Regions from separate parts of the Phocoena phocoena genome. Here region 1 is linked to region 2. Evidence: chromatin contacts called from public Hi-C data. All regions are on one chromosome and are shown on one strand. The core of a region is the stretch at or near the end of the contact, and the rest is flanking DNA. Distances in the headings are between cores, read along the strand shown.

Region 1 (2,700 bases), core at 116-2,615, 210 kb before region 2:
CTCATTCTCTATCTATCTACATATTGAACCATTTGAGAGCAAATTGAGATATCATGCTCCTTTACACCCTAAACACTTCAACGTGTATTTCCTAAGAAGAAGGACATTCTCTTATGTGACTGCAATAAAATTATCCAAGTCAGGAAACTTAATACGATTACAATATTATTATCTAACGTATATTCTCTATTCAAATTTTGCCAATTGTCACAGTAATGTTCTTATTGCGCTTATTCCTACTCCATGATCCAATCCAGGATCACCCATGTTTAGTTATCTTGTTGCTTTCGTCTCTTTTAATCTGGTAAAATTTCATAGTTTTTGTCTTTCATGACATTAACCTTTTTTAAGATGATGGGATAGTTACCTAGATTTGTCTACCTCAAATACAGGTTATGTATTTTTTGGTAGGAATACCACATTATGTTATGTCCTTTTTAAGATAACACATCAGGAGCTGTATAATATACATTTCTCCCCATAACTCATGATGTCAATTTTGATCATTTGGTGTGGTGGTGTCCACCAAATTTCACTATTGTAAACCTTTTTATTTTGTAATTGATAGGTAATTTATGGGGATTATTTTGAGACTATGTAAATATTATATTCCACATCACACCTTTACTTTCTAGTTTTAGCATCTTTTGATGATTCTTGCCTAAATCAATTTTTTATTGAGATACAATTCACGTATTATAAAATTCACTATTTGAAAGTGTACAGTTCATTGGTTTTTAGTATATTCACAAAGTTGTGCACCAATCACCATTATCTAATTCCAGAACATTTCGTCACCCCAGAAAGAAACCTTTCACCCCTTAGCAGTCATTCCCCTTTCCTTTGCTCTTTCCAGCCCCTGGGAACCACTAATCTACTTTCTGTCTTTGTCGATTTGGCTATTTCAGACATTTCATATCAACGGATTCATACAATACGTGGTCCTTTGTGTCTGGCTTCTTTAATTGAACATGTATTCAGAGTTCATTCATATGGTAGTTTTAATCAATCCCTCATTCCTTTTTAACTAAATCAATTATTACTATGGTTCTTGAAAAATGATGATACTCTACATCATTCCATCGACACTAGTTAACATAATTTTTATCTCCCTTTATCAGGAAAGCACTTTAAGAAAATTGCACGATGAAGTTCATTTTAGACAGGGCTCCCTTGCCTTCAAGTCGTTTCCAATCTTAGAAGAAAGGGCTTACAAAGACTATCTTTCTTCTCTGCTTCCCACTTGAACAAGCAGCAATGTGTCTCTCTCTTCTGTCATCCACGGGCTCCTCCCCCTTCTCCAGGTGCCCCTCCCCGGCGGCTCAAGAGGCGGAAGTGACGCACAGGAAGTGTCCCTCTTCCCCTTGCTCTGGGAGGAAGGAATCAAACCCCCAAGATGGCGGCGGCGTCGGAGGAGCGGATGGCTGAGGAAGGAGGCGGTGGCCACGGCGACGGCGGCTCCCCTTCGGCCATCGGCTCTACCCAGCGACTGCCCCCACCTCCCCCGCCCCAGGCCCCGCAGCCGGGGTCCCAGGCTCCCCCGCCCCCGGCGCTGGCTCCGGACCAGCTGCCTCAAAACAACACGCTCGTGGCGCTGCCCATCGTAGCCATCGAAAACATCCTCAGCTTTATGTCCTACGACGAAATTAGCCAGCTCCGCCTGGTGAGGCCCCCACGGGACCCCCGCCGCCCTCTCCGCCGGGCCGAGGTTTGGGGAGGGCCCGAGAGGGAGAGAGCGTTCCCCGGGGAGGGAGCCCCTTGGGAGCCTCAGCCGGCGCCAGAGCACCGAGTGCGCCCCTCCCGCCCCAAAGTCTCTGTCGGGGCCGGTCCGCGGGTCTTGTCCGGATTTTGCCCTTGCTTTGGGGCTGGGGGCGACTGCGTGCGGGAACTTGGCCTTGGGGGGCTCCGTGCCCCCCACCCGGAAGCGGGGCCGCGGCCGGGGAGGCAGCGGGAGCTGGGCTTCCCACCTCCTCCCGACCTGAATGTGGACCCCGGAGGGGTCTCGCCACCTGCCTTTTGTATATCACCCTCCAGCCCCCGGCCGGAGTTAGGGGGCCAGCACTCCGAAGTAGGCGAGATGATCCTAGCCAGGTTTGGTTTGTCTGCGAGAATAACGTATTGTTACCCCGCCCCCCCCCCCCCCCCGCTAAGTTTTTTTGTTCCAGAAAATAAAGTCGGATCGGTCGGTCCTCCCAAAAGCCGGTAGAGGTTTGGAGGAATTGGAACGTAGCCTCAACCCCAGCGCCCTAGTTGACCAGTAAAGTAGAGCCCTGAGAAGTGACTATTCCGGCTTTGCCTCACCCCTGATACTTCCCACCCATAGTGAAGCAACTTGCCCCTTGAGAAGGTTTTTTTTCTTTCCTGCAGTTCGTTTTCTAACTAGTGATTTACGCCCACCCACCAGCTTTAGGAGAGGTTTTATACCTTAAAATCACAGTAGTTTAGTCCATGATTTATGAAAATAAATTGCCATTGGGATTTTCTTCATTCCAGAAGTTTCATTGAAGGTTTGATGAATATCTTAGTTCAGTCAGGTATTTTGCTTCCTTTCAGTGAATTTAAGTGGTAAGGAAATTGAAGGAGGTGGACATTTTGAAATGATTGCAGACCGATTCTGTGTGGAAGCTAAATCTGTGGTCGGGTTGTTTTTAAGAGGACAAAGACATATTGCTGAATGTGCTGTGTATAGCATTTTCTTAA
Region 2 (2,700 bases), core at 79-2,578:
CCGGCAAACTCCAATTTTCCCTCTAAAAGGATCTTCCTGGCTGCTCTGTGGGGAACAGACTTTAAGTAAAACCAGAATCAGAGAGATCAATTAGGAAGCTACTCCAATACTCTAATAGGGAGTGTGGTATGAACTAGCATGTTGGAGGAGATGGTAAAAAGTGGTTAGGTTTGAAATATATTTTGAAGGTAAAGCCAAATAGGTTGCTGATTAATTGGTTACAGGAAGCAAAAGTCAGAATGAGTCTTAAGGTTTTTGGCCTTAACAAATGGATGTTATTTACTGAGATAAAGAACACTAAGAAAGGACAGGTTTGGAGGAGAATATCAAAAGTTTAGTTTGGATACGTTAAGTTGAAATATCTATCAGACACTCAAGAGGAGATGGTGAGTAGGCAGCTAGATGTATCAATCTGGAATTCAAGATAAAATCTGCATTGGATTATAATATAAATTTAGAAGTAATGAATGTGTAAATAGTATTTAAAGGTACTAGACTGCATGAGATCACCTAGAAGTGTGGATGGATAAGAGAGAAGTACGAGGATAACGAAAGAGAAGGTAAGAGCACAGGTGCTCAAAGGCACTTCCTACAGATGGTAGGAAGAGACAGATCCAAAAAGGAGACTGTACAGTGGCCGGAAAAGTAAAAGAGACAGAAGGAGAGTATATAGCTCTTAAAGTATCTGTCTCTCTTTCTAACTAAGATTGCGTGCTGACTATACCATTCCGAGACATTTACCACACAATGCATTCCACTGGTGATTATGAAAATGAAAAAAAAAACCGTAGGTAAAGTGCCCATTATAAAGTCAGATCCAGAGTACCTGTTTTTACTGTGTCCCAACCTGACCCCAAATTTCCTGAGAATGGAAATTAACGTATTCTTCATGGCTCCCAAAGCGCTTCGCCCACACGGGCTTTCGAAGAATGTTTCCGTCCCTACTTCACAAGACAGGAAGATTTAAACTCAAAGGCCATCTGCACTCTCCTTGCTGATCTGCACTGAGGTCAAGCAGATCCGGGCTGGGCCCCACCAAGCCGCAGCCTCCCACGGTCTCGGGCTGCTCCGTGAAACCCCGACCCACAGTGAGAAGGGAAGGCCTCGAACCGCTCGCAAAGAAGCGGAGTTGTCAACAGCCCCACGCCCGCACCCAGACTAGAGCAGGCGGCTTATCGGGTTCGAGCTGGGAGCCCCCCGAGAAGGGGCCTGCGGTGACCCTGGGCACCGAACGCGGACCACTGTGAGGCCTGGCCGTTCGGGATACACACCTGGATGACGCGCTGCTTCAGCTTATTATCCACAAACCTCGCGGGCCTGGGCTTCATCGCTTCTGCTTCCGTCGCCGCAGCCTGGGCTTCACGTGAACCGAGGGCCTCCCCGAGGCTGCCCGCGGCGAACGCCGGGCCGGCTTCCCCCAGAAATGCTCCCCAAGCCGGCCTAGCCCGTGCCGTTCCCCTCAGGAGTTTTGTATGGCGAGTGAGGAAAAAAAACTACCGAAAACACACGGAGAAGACTTGAAAGCAGTAGGGAGTTTCTAGGAGTCTTATCTTACAGGCTTGTCCGAGAGGCCCTGGAAGACAAGGACCCGTTTGAACACGCTCAACTTTATTGTTCCCAACTGTGAGGTGAAGCGCATAGGCGGCTGCGGGGAGGTTAGTGCGGGCGCCTGGCTCCACGCATCTGTTTGTAGCCGGTTTTGGTTGTCAGATTCTAGGCGTTCCAGGCGCACCGTTTGCGAATGTAAAGTTAATCTTGACTTAGAATCTTAACAAAACAAAAACTAGATACTTGGGACGATTAGATCAGGATAAAAACACCGCCACCCTGCTGCTTCCTCTCCCACCCTGTGACGCGCATTACTGAGACCCGACAAAGGGGCTTGGTGTCAAAAGAGAAGGAAAGATTAGCTTACCCAGATAACCAAACCATCTGTTACATTTGGAAATCACTTGCTATTATGGTATTTTTGACAGATAATTCATTGAGCACATCCAGTGGCAGACTCCATCTTGGCTTAGAAACTGCCCAGAATTTTATTAAACGTATGTGTATGCCCGCAATAAGTTCATCTTGCAGCGAAGGAGACACTAAATAAAGGAACCATTATCAAAAAATTTACTGGCTTTAGTTTCTGTTTGTTTGCTTGTTTTAATCGTGTTTTCAGTATCCTTATTTGAGGTCTTACTTGGCTTATGACAATATAAAGTGTGGCCTAAGTAGTGATGGAATTAAGAGAAGATGGTGAGATGTTGACAGTGTGGATAAAGCATGTTGCCTGCCATTTTAGTAAACAAAGGATATTGTGGCCATAAAGCCATCAGCCACTCTTGCTGCCCCCAGTGGTGCACCCTGAGAGGAATTCAGGATGGAGAAAAACAGGATACTGACCCTAGATAGTTAAGGTGCATATCAAAGGCATAATTTCAATAAGGCCAGACTCTTGCATCTTCCCGTACATAAAAAAGCACTAAAATCATTGACTTGAGATGTCTGTTTTTTGTGATTAGCGGTAATCTTTTGATGTTCAACTAAAGGTTTTTGTTTTTGTTTTCAGCAAAACTTCCTATGCATCCTGGCTCCTCCCTTACCTCTTTGGATCACACAGCTATTGCAGAGGCTGGTTCCCAGGGGTATAGTCCTCAGTTAGTCTGCCAAATAAAACATAATCCTCAACTTTTAGGCTATGCATTTTTTCAG

Evidence for each region. Hi-C and Micro-C count contacts between places; a contact is called where the count stands out from the background.
Region 1: a Hi-C map of lung shows a contact between it and region 2, with 7 times the contacts expected there. The contact joins the promoter of FBXO28 here to the promoter of NVL in region 2. A contact is called at or near these places in 2 of 2 Hi-C or Micro-C datasets (kidney and lung).

What each region holds. Positions count from the first base shown.
Region 1 is chr1:165,434,148-165,436,847 of mPhoPho1.1, reverse strand. It overlaps FBXO28 (F-box protein 28), which reads left to right and starts at 1,365. Exons shown (of 5, transcript XM_065889737.1): 1 at 1,365-1,663. The coding sequence starts at 1,397.
Region 2 is chr1:165,225,742-165,228,441 of mPhoPho1.1, reverse strand. It overlaps NVL (nuclear VCP like), which reads right to left and starts at 1,328. Exons shown (of 23, transcript XM_065871782.1): 1 at 1,272-1,328. The coding sequence starts at 1,328.